2 separate regions of the Gasterosteus aculeatus genome follow, and region 2 is linked to region 1. Evidence: chromatin contacts called from public Hi-C data. All regions are on one chromosome and are shown on one strand. The core of a region is the stretch at or near the end of the contact, and the rest is flanking DNA. Distances in the headings are between cores, read along the strand shown.

Region 1 (5,549 bases), core at 1,719-4,218:
CGTCTTTTCGTCGGTGATTCGACGCGAGATGAAACATTTCATGGTGATTGTTGTGATCGCTCGTGATCGGGCAACACAGACGCTCATAACGAGGGTTCAGGCAAAGATGTAACAAGCCAGTTTGAGAGCGTGAAGCGGGACGTCCCGGATGAGGTCACGAGGCCATGTGACTTCTGACAGTCACAACAGCCCCCCACCCCACCCCCCACCCTGATGATAATGCCTACTAAAAGTCCCCCCAGTCCCGCCCGACTGACGTGTGTGTGACCCGTGCACATATACATGCATGTAAACCTCGTGTGTAATGTACCTCGCCAGAAGGTTAACTCCACCGCCCCCCCCCCCCGCCCCCCCCCTCTCACAGCCACCACCGGACAATAGGCTCAGCAGTGGCCCGGTGATTGCTTCCTTTCAAATGGAAATGCCGGCCGCCTCTCTTCTGCCAGGTTCCCCTAAGCAGTGTACAAATTACAGTTTACAAGGCATGGAGGAGCGAAAAAAGAGAGCGCGCAGATAGACGGGGAGGGAGGGAGGGAGGGAGGGAGGGGGGGAGAAAGGGGAGGAGGGCGGCGAGCGATATCTTTTCTTTCGCTGTTTTTTTTCTTTTCTTTTTTTTAATTCGCCAAAGTGACATGTAAATTAGCCTTTAAGTGCTGCACTCGGGGACGCGATCGCGCCCTAATTGTCACAGTCAATTGTGGCCAACAGTCTCTTCAATCCGGGCAGCTTTTGACAACAAGCACGCCGGGATCAAAAGACGAATCATTGACTCCTCTCCCAGCGCGCACACGCACACACACACACACACACACACACACACACACACACACACACACACACACACACTCTGTGTTCTCAGGAGGGGAAAAGCGAGAGGTGAGAGCGATGGCTTCGCTCGGCCCTGACGGAGCGATAACAGGAAGTGGGGGACGCACAGCGGCAATTTGCTTCCTGCGCCGCCTCACGTCGACGTCCCCCCGTCCCCCCCCCCCCCACCGAATGCAGATAACCGACGCCTGGGACGACAACGCATGGGAAGGGATGGCGCGTCTGCGATGAGTCCTGGCAGGGCCATAAACTCTAAACGGACGCGCTTGTCCGAGGCGGCGCTGAAATACGATGCCGACATTTGAAGCCGCAAACGAGCAAACTCTCATGGAAGAGGCCGCCGGTTCAAAGCCGGCTGCTGCCACTCAGGGTCAGAGGAGGCCAGCTTGCTGCCGTGAAGTTTGCAGTTAGTGGTTTCTATTCGGTGCCCACACACACACACACACACACACACACACACACACTCTCTCTTCTCTTGGCCGTGTTCCGAGGCAGCGACAGCGAGATGTTTCTTCTAAATTACATTGGATTCTGGTTCTTCCAAATAAACTGTTGTTGTAATATAAATGGCCGGTGCCGTTGTATAACATTCCTCTACAGTCAGTTACCTCGTCCTGCCGGCAGTCTGACATGATGAGATTTTCGTATCAGTGTTCTAATACACGCGATCCTCTTCTTCCAGTGAGTGATGCGGGTTCCTCTGGTTTCCTCCCGTAGCGGCTGATGGACGACTAGAGGAACATCTGTGAGACCAGACAAGGTCCTGAGAGGATGTAGACTCTGTGTACAGCGGCGGATATTAAGAGCACGCCGGTATGCAAATGTCTGTCCAGATTAGAGCTACAACAATTATTCAAATGTTTGATTAATTATTCATCGGAGACGCAGTCAATTATTAATTTCAGCCAGCGATAAGTCCTCTTTTCCCCCTCTTCTCAGAGCAAGAAGTTTTCTTGTGGGACCTATCACGGGCTCAATCCAAACCCCTTTATTTGTACAGTAAATGTGCAGGAATTGGTTTGGTGACTCACAATACACAAATATGTGTGTGCACATACACACACACACACACACTCAATCCCCTCACAACAATCAGCAGAACTGCTGACTTCTTTTCAGGGCTTCGCCCTCTATTTAAGCAGCTGATAAAGAATCGGGCCGTGTCGATGTGTTAAGATGATTCCTTTCATGGGGGGGGCGTGCAGCCAGTCCGGTGATAACTGTGAATGTCTAATGACATCTGTTTAATTGTGATTTACTACGGGGCAGGTTATGCATTCACATGTATTAAGAGGAGGTCGTCATCAAACATAATTTAGTGCATTCTCGCCTTTTGAAGTAGCAGCGGACTTACTTGCATTCATTTGAACATCCGCGGTATCATCTTCATCAGCGGAGCGCATTTATTATTCATTTTAAATGTTGATTTGTGCACCCAAACATTTGAGAACAAATACGAATGAAAAAGAATGAAATACACACACATAGCTGGTCCAACTTGAGACGTGCTGGTGGGACTAAACACAGTTTTTATTCCGTTGTCTTTCTGCAGGAAGACGTGGCGCGTTCGTCTTGTTCTTGTAAGAGTCTCGGTCGAACAAGTGGTCATTTGTAGAAGCCTCCGCGCACATTTCAGCTAACAAGAACAACATCAAAAAATCAATACTTTTTGTCTGTGTGCTAGTTTCCTCGTTGGACCGACAGAGATCAGAAAAGAGGTTTTCTCTCTCTCTCGCTCTCTCTCTCTCTCGCTCGTGGAAAATGTGAACTAAATTCATTTTGCATGTTCGCGGAACGCACGCGGGAGCCTTCGCCTCTCGGCCTTTAATTGTCCGTGGGTCTCCGGAGCCGCCGTGGAGCCGCTGCCCGGGGAGAGGAGCCCGGTTTGATGTGATCTGGGACGCCACGGCTCCTCTGTCGTGCATTCACAACCTCTGAACGCCAGCGACGAGCGGCCTTCTAATTAAAAAGAGGCTCCGGCACAAACTGAGCACTTGAGAGGCCGAGCTGCTGCCTCTGGACAGATGTTTTCAATTGTAGAAGTGGATTTTGGGGGCACCCTCTTTCTTATTGTGACTGGGCTGAACACTAATTATTTGCCATCATTTCGTAACGTTTCTTTGTTGCTTTACATCAACAGGACCAGTCGACTCCCCTGCTGTCGGCAGATCTGAGTCACCTCTTACCTAACGTAAGAACGGCGTCCCGCCCAGCACGCGAGGACGGCGTGACGGGGGAGTAAAGCTGCTGAAGAGCTGCTAACCACCTGCAATTACCGAGCCGCTTCCTCCGGTGTCGCTGGAGACGTTGGCCTTCCCGTGCTCCGCCAGATTCCTTTTGAGTGGATTTTATTTTCCTGATAAGAAGCAAACGGTGGAGGAAAAGCTGAGTCACTGTTTAGCTTGGAAAGGAGTCACAGCTGTTTGTGCCAACAATTAGAGAGCTGGCACAAATGATGAGACCTCAGTGTGAGTATCACTGGTAGCCACATCAGTCTGGCTTGCGCTGACCTTTGACCTCCTTCCTGTGGAACCGTATCTGCAGTTCTTATGAATGTGTCTGGATATGAACGGGACTTTTTTTCACTCTGTCCTCCTCTCTCACAGTGATTCTGCACACGTCATATTGGGCCGAGGACCCGCAGCAGGGAGACACATCTGGAGCACACAGGTGAGTTGTTACGCATCAATCTGTATTTCTGACATTCACGTCGTGTGACTTCTGCCCGCGCTGAATCGGGCCGTTGGTGGGGAGCGCCGGCGGCCGCTCGACGAGGTCACGGAGCGGCGTTTGGGTCCTGAGGCGCGTTCCCGCCGTGCGCGTCTCGCTTCACTGTACAGAACCCCGGCGGTGCTGAAAGACGCGTTCATTGTTTTTGAGATTACGGCATCGCTGGGCCGGTGCTCTCTTTGTTAAACATCACGTACGAGACGCTCTGCGATGTGGATGTTTGAGTGTTTGTGCGAGGGCCGCACATGTGGAAATATGCAAATAAATCCAAAAAAATACCAGAAAACCGGCAAAAAAAAAAAAAAAAAAAAAAACCTTTCGGGACTGCTTTTTTTTTTTTTTACCCGTTTTCTTAATTTTTTTTTCTCTCACTTATGTACAAAAAACATAGCAGTGAGTTTATTCGTCTGTTCTGTTACTGCTGCATGTGTACAAAGGGACGATGTAATTACACAGACGCATTCTCTAAATACTACAGAACATTCCTACAAGCCCACCACACCGCTGTGTTTGTGTTTTCTCTGTCAGAAAGCTAAAAGTGGGCCTCTGTTCACACGCACACACACTGAAGCAGAGAGGGAGAGGAAATTAGGATTATAATCTTGGTAATCAGCCGTCATGCCTGAGGCAGACAGCTGCAGAACTACACAGCTCCAATTTAGGTGTTGGACACTAAAAACCATTAAACCCGAGTGAATTTCCACTTATTGGGGTTTTTTGGGGGAAACATTTCAACTTCAGAAAATAAACCAGGGCAGAAAATGTGCTTCAGATTTTTATTTAGAGAAAAAAAAAATACAAACACAGTTAAAAATATCCACTCTTCTTTATTTAAATAATTACAAATTTGTCAGGCTTTTAATCTCATAAATAACAATTTTCCAAAAACATTGTAAACAATTTGTGTTATAATTAATTTCCACCTTTAATCTGGACGCAAAATCATAAAATCCAGATAGAATTATGAATTTGTGCATACGCTGTTTTTGGTACCCCTCCCCTCGTTTAAATCAATTTATTCATTAAGCACAAGGTCCCCCTATAGGTCACACACCGACTGTAATCCGCTTTCACGCTGAATATGCGGCCCCACGTCGGGGGGGGGGGGGGAGCGGTGCCACTCCAGACTTGCTCGGATGAATGGGACACGGAGCTGCAGCTCCGGTTCAAGTGTGTGTGTGTGTGTGTGTGTGTGTGTGTGTGTGTGTGTGTGTGTGTGTGTGTGTGTGTGTGAGAGAGAGAGAGAGAGAGAGAGAGAGAGTGGGAGACGGGGGAGAGAGAGCCGGACTCCTTCTCCTACATGCAGCCACCGTGGCAGTAAATTACGCATGACAATAATTCACCCAGGACTGGATCCACTTTGGACCCGAGGAAACCGCCTCTGCCCTCCTCCTCTTCCTCCTCTTCCTCCCCCTCTTTGTTATTCAGTACGAAGATAAAAAAAGACGGCATGTCATGATGGAAATGCTTCAGAACGGGAGAAAGTAAACTCACCCAAAACCTCCTCCGACACATGCAGGCACGTCGGAGAGGGACTTAAGTTGAAAGAGGAATTTGTTCACGATATTCAGAATTATTGTAATCGAAATTTCTAATTGTTTGATTATAAAAATAACAAAAGTGATATTCCACAAAAGCCACAGATCATATTAATAAATGCACGACCCTGTCGCTTCTTTCTGCAGCCTCTGATTGTGTTATTATTATTTTTTTGGATGGGGGGATGGAGAGTAATTAACGGGGGTGCGGGGGTCATCAACCAGTCCATGCAGCCCTCTGATTGATGATTTAATTAGCCATACAGTGGCAAACTGCTGGACACAAAATAATTCTTTATTTACACAACCAATCGAAGAGCTGCAAAAGGTGGATCCCCCCCCCCCCCCCCCCCCCATACATGGCTGAGACGGCTGACTTTAATAAATGTGAGATTCATCCTGTCACTGTGACATTCCTGTAATATTCCTGCAGGGACTCTCTGTAGCAACTCT
Region 2 (5,549 bases), core at 986-3,485, 150 kb after region 1:
TTAATGGATCATTATCATGTGATACCACATATTAGATAATAAATACACTAGATAATGATCCATGACTGTTATTTACACAAAAAATAATCCCAATACACCGTCATCATGTATGACCTACACTTATTATTAACATGTGAACGATAAGAGTAATTATCGTATTAATCTTATTCCATTAATATGGTCCGAGGAGGACACGAGGATTTCATCGTCCTACCTGGAGTCCAGTTTCCCCCAGAAGTGAAACTGGGACCAGAAGAGACGCACAAACGTGGAGCGGTGCCACGGACACAACGCGGCGCATTCTCATTCATTCCGCCCGCAGCCAAGAGTCAAAAGACGTCGTCACGGCAACAATCGAGCGCTCTCAGCCGTCACACGGAGACTGTTGATGTCTCCCAACTGTCCTCCCTGTCAGAAGAAGCTTGCTGTGTGTGTCTTAATGTGCACAAGTTTATGTGTAGAAGATGAAGAAGAGCTGATCCAAAGTTTATTATTTCTAAAGTTTAAGCAACATCGAACACAAATTCTTTCAGCAAACATCCTTCAAGAAAAGGGCTCAGATCTTTATAATCTGCCCCTTTTTAAAGATGCAATCCGTGCAGATTATCTCCTAAACATGGTCTTATTTGGTGGAGAGGGTCTTAGCGTCGGCGTGATCCCCCGTTTGTCTGCGCGTGTGCTCTTAATGGTTCCCTGAGATTACCTGTCACTGGTGACACTGGCTGAAGTTTCAGATTAAAAGCGGGGGCTCGCGACAACATCTGATTGTGCTCAAGTTTGAACTTAATCCAGCTTTAGTGTCTGAGCACTGCTGTGCGAACCCAATCTGCCCGAGGGACGGGGGGACGGGGGGACGGGGGGGACGGGATGGGGGGACGGGGGGGTGCTGGAGATGGAGACGCTTCGACTTGACTCCTCTCTGGCGGCCTCGAGAGAAGCCGCTCGGAGACGGACAGCAAATGGAAAGCGGCGATTGTCTCGTCTCTGCCTCCCCCCCCGTCCCTGATCTGATTGGGCCGCCCCCCCCCCCCCCCCCCCGATTCGAGGGGCGCCGCCAAAACAAAAGATCACCAATCAGATAGCGGGGGCTCCCACTGAAGTCCCTGGCACGCCATGAATGCTTTGCCCTCTCGTGTGCGCTGGTATCTAGCGGCGAGATTCCCCGTGTCGCTTTTATGTGTTAATCGTCAGCGCTCAGTGAGACCATTGTGCTGTCTGCGTCGCCGGGGGAGCAATCCGCCGAAAGAAGAGCGGCTGTATGGGGAGCGAATGTGAGCGCCGGGGACTGCCAGCACCGTTTCACACGAGCTGAGAGTCGCCTCATCGCCCCGTTGACGAAGGTCCAAGAGTGCGGCGTGGAGCTGGAGGAGGAAGACGGAGATCAATTAACACCTGAGGTTCTTGCTCCTGAAGAGGAGCCAGAAGCTGCGAGTGGAGGTGGGCTGTGGTCCCTCCAGCTCATTCTGCCCGTTCCAACTTTTACCTCCACTTCAAAAACAAAAGGCCCGAAAAAACGTCAGCGAGGCCGTTGAAAGGAATGTTTCATGTATGTTCTGTTCCAGCGTGTCTCTGAATAGAAAACGTCTCCCTGGAAGAAGACGCAGCGCGTTTAAAGAGGCCGATTATTCAGTTCATCACTTTAGATTAAAGACATTTGCAATGGTGGCAGAAACACATGAAATATAAACATTTATGTGTGACAACCTCCTAATATATCAATAGAAACAATGTTCTTCTTTCTACTTTACAGGAAGCTGAACGCATGAAGCGTTCGGCACCTTTAAGAGGAAACCAAAGACTTTGCTCCCGTTGCTGCTTTGAATATGAACAAATGCTCTGACAAGCTGCTCCGCATGCTAATACCTCCCCCGTGTGTGTGTCTGTCCGTGTGTGTGTGTGTCCGTGTGTGTCTGTCCGTGTGTGTGTGTGTGTGTGTCCGTGTGTGTCTGTCCGTGTGTGTGTGTGTCCGTGTGTGTCTGTCCTTGTGTGTGTGTGTGTCTGTCCGTGTGTGTGTGTGTCCGTGTGTGTCTGTGTGTGTGTGTGTGTGTGTGTGTGTCTGTCCGTGTGTGTGTGTGTGTGTGTGTGTGTGTCTGTCCGTGTGTGTGTGTGTGTGTGTGTCTGTCCGTGTGTGTGTGTGTGTGTGTGTGTGTCCGTGCACACTAAGCAGATGCCATTCTGCTGATCCACATCCATCCGTCTGCAGCACAAACATTCCGGGGGCCGCCGGGTCGACCCGTCCTCTCTAACGTCCTCTCTACCCGTTGTCTCTAACCGTCCTCTCTCCCCGTCCTCTCTCCCCGTCCTGTCTACCCGTCCTCTCTCTCCGTCGTCTCCACGTCCTCTCTCCACGTCCTCTCTCCCCGTCCTCTCTACCCGTCCTCTCCCCATCCTCTCTACCCGTCCTCTCCCAGTCCTCTCCACGTCCTCTCTCCCGTCCTCTCTACCCGTCCTCTCCCAGTCCTCTCCCCGTCCTCTCTACCCGTCCTCTCCCCGTCCTCTCTACCCGTCCTCTCCCCGTCCTCTCTACCCGTCCTCTCCCCGTCCTCTCTCCCCGTCCTCTCCCCGTCCTCTCTCCCCGTCCTCTCTCCGCCCTCTCTACCCGTCCTCTCTCCGCCCTCTCTACCCGTCCTCTCCCCGTCCTCTCCCCGTCCTCTCTCCCCGTCCTCTCTCCGCCCTCTCTACCCGTCCTCTCCCCATCCTCTCTACCCGTCCTCTCCCAGTCCTCTCCCCGTCCTCTCTACCCGTCCTCTCCCCGTCCTCTCCCCGTCCTCTGACCCGTCCTCTCTCCGCCCTCTCTACCCGTCCTCTTCCCGTCCTCGGGTCAGCCGGCGTCCAAACGCTTCGGCCTCGTCTCGCGGGTCGATGGACGACCACCACGAGGTCTTAAATAGGACTTTAATGGGACATTGAATGTGGGAATATAAAGTTACATTACAATTATACTAGTAAGATACTGACAAAATAAGTTATAAATGAATATATAAACATGAATAATGTATAAGTTACAAATAAAAAATTGATTTAAAAGGATTAAATGGAAAATATTTGAAAAATATTCTGTATTTTAGACTATTTCCTTTTCACACCAAGTAAAACTTTTTAACGGAATGGGAGCAGACACTTTGACCCCGAGCGGCTGTTTGTGCTAAACCTAATAAACGTTTCCTTTCTGTGTGGAAAGTTCGGCTCGTTCCGACTCAAACTGCCGGCGCGCTCGTTTGCAGAAACCGGTTCAAAGGTTGAACACTTTGAGCAGAAACGCAGCGAAACGTCTGACTTTCCGAAGGAAAAGTACAGTCAATATTGTGGGAGGCTTTAATGGTCAAACATATGCATGTTTTCTGCTCGAGTCGTCCCGCTTTGATGAAGCTCAAACACATTCGGCACCATCCATCAGACGCGGGGGGGGCGGAACAGAAGTGGGGTTTTATTTTATCGACGTGGGAAGACACAGGAAACGAGCTGCTGTCGCTCTTGCATGTCGAGTCCTTCTGTTGGCGCACAAATCCCAAACACTCACACCGTCGCAGGAACTCGGGGGCAGCTGGCGTTCCCACAACGCGCCGCAACCCTTTCTGCTCTGCACCTGGGCGGCTAGCACGCCGGCTAGCACTAGCACGGCGGCTAGCACGGCGGCTAGTAGGGCGGCGCTGCACCTTTGACTTGTGTGTGACAGCGAGGGAGACGGGCAGAATGACTTCCTGCACGCGCGTTACAGGTGCATTCAGATGCCTCAGGCAGTTCCCGTCCAACGCCGTCTGCGAGGCTGCTCCGGGTCGGCGGGGGGGGCTCGGCGCCCGAGCCGCCCCCCCCCCCCCCCCCGGTAAACAGCGGTGAGGGGCGAACATGTTGACGCTCGTGTTGAACATCTGACCCGGCTGGAACCTGCGGCGAGCGGCGCAGCTGAACAGGAGGCCGTCTGGACGGGAGGGGGGAGGAGGGGGAGGAGGGGGAGGCAGGGGGAGCTTGGCTGTACATGCTTGGCTACTTGCCCCGGTCCCATTGACCAGACAGCTGAACTAGCGAGGGAGGGAGGGGGGAGGAGGGGAGCCTCTGCTTTCATGTGTTGCAGGATGTCGGGCGGCACAGAGGTCCGTCCCTTCGTTCCGCTCACGTTTAATGTTCTCACGCGGCACATTGGCGGCACATTGGCGGCACATTGGCGGCCACGCGGCGAGGAGCAAAGACGAGTCAAAGATCCACGAGCTTTACAGGGGCAACAAATGCTCCCTCTCTGCCCTCAGCTAGCGCGCGCGTGACCTGCATCCAACACGCAACGCGACACACGTGTGATGATGAAGCAATCGACCTTATCGAACCCTCGCCGATTGGCCTCCTTTGTGATTCTAATGCACTTCTACACGTGTTGCTCCATTAGGTTTTACATCGAATCCTGTTTTGTGTTTGCGTGTGACGACCTCCCCCATCCTCCCCCATCCTCCCCCCAGGCCGGTTCCAGCCAATCAGCTGCTAATGTGCAGGAACAGGAGAGGGCTGCGCTGGCAGATGGCGTCCTGACCTGGAGACCCCGCCCCCTCTTCAGGGTTCAGCAGCGGGCAGATGACAGGTATCATTTCACGACCCGGCGCTCCGGTCGGCTGCTGACTTTTGTCGAGTTGTTTATTTCAGATGAGCCTCACTTCTAATCCGTCGATAGAATTCAATCTAAATAACGTTTATTAACACATTCTAATAATTGTTAATATCACGCCTTTATTTTGTAAGACAAAAAGTCTCACAAAAGTGTTTTTTGTTTCCTGCAAACACACACGTCGTTTTACACTCGGCCACTGACGCACGCACACGCACGCACACACACACACGCACGCACACACGCACGCACGCACACACACACACACGCACACACACACACACACGCACGCACACACGCACGCACACACACACACGCACACACACATTTATCCGAGGCTCCAACCAGCCGTGTAACTCCGATGTCGGGGCGAATCTGTCTGGCAGAAAGTGCTTTTTGATGAAGTCGTTCATAAATTTTAATACAACATGTCAGATAACATGATGTACGGCGCGGCCACACATTCATATTTCAGACTGAGTGCCGTTGAGCAAACAGCAGGCGTGTGTACGGCGCTCCACCTCAGGGTGCCGCCTGGTTACGCCTGTCACAGAGCCGCTGCTCCTGCTCCTCCTGCTGCTCCTGCTGCTCCTCTTGTTCCTCCTGCTCCTCCTGCTCCTCCTTCTGCTGCTCCTGCTCCTTCTGCTCCTCCTGCTCCTCCTGTTTCTCCTGCTCCTCCTGCTTCTCCTCCTGCTTCTCCTGCTGCTCCTGTTTCTCCTGCTCCTCCTGCTCCTGCTGATCCTCCTGCTGCTCCTGCTCCTCCTCCTCGTGCTGCTCCTGCTCCTCCTGCTGCTCCTTCTGCTTCTCCTGCTGCTCCTCCTCCTTCTGCTCCTCCTGCTCCTCCTCCTGCTCCTCCTGCTTCTCCTCCTGCTTCTCCTGCTGCTCCTGTTTCTCCTGCTCCTCCTGCTCCTGCTGATCCTCCTGCTGCTCCTGCTCCTCCTCCTCGTGCTGCTCCTGC

Evidence for each region. A called contact is a pair of places that touch in the nucleus more often than the background predicts.
Region 2: a contact with region 1 is called in a Hi-C map of skeletal muscle, with 3 times the contacts expected there. The contact joins the enhancer-like site here to the promoter of zeb2b in region 1. A contact is called at or near these places in 2 of 6 Hi-C or Micro-C datasets (both in skeletal muscle).

The regions. Positions count from the first base shown.
Region 1 is chr1:30,418,345-30,423,893 of fGasAcu3.hap1.1, forward strand. It overlaps zeb2b (zinc finger E-box binding homeobox 2b), which reads left to right and starts at 2,969. Exons shown (of 11, transcript XM_078102633.1): 1 at 2,969-3,296; 2 at 3,435-3,498. LOC120813969 (a long non-coding RNA gene) reads right to left here. Exons shown (of 2, transcript XR_005711132.2): 2 at 2,019-3,184.
Region 2 is chr1:30,566,441-30,571,989 of fGasAcu3.hap1.1, forward strand. No RefSeq gene overlaps it. Among protein-coding and RNA genes, the nearest start is that of LOC144388943, 12 kb to the left of the region's middle. Within about 2 kb of position 2,236, at least 2 of the 9 cell types and tissues checked have open chromatin away from gene starts, as enhancers often do.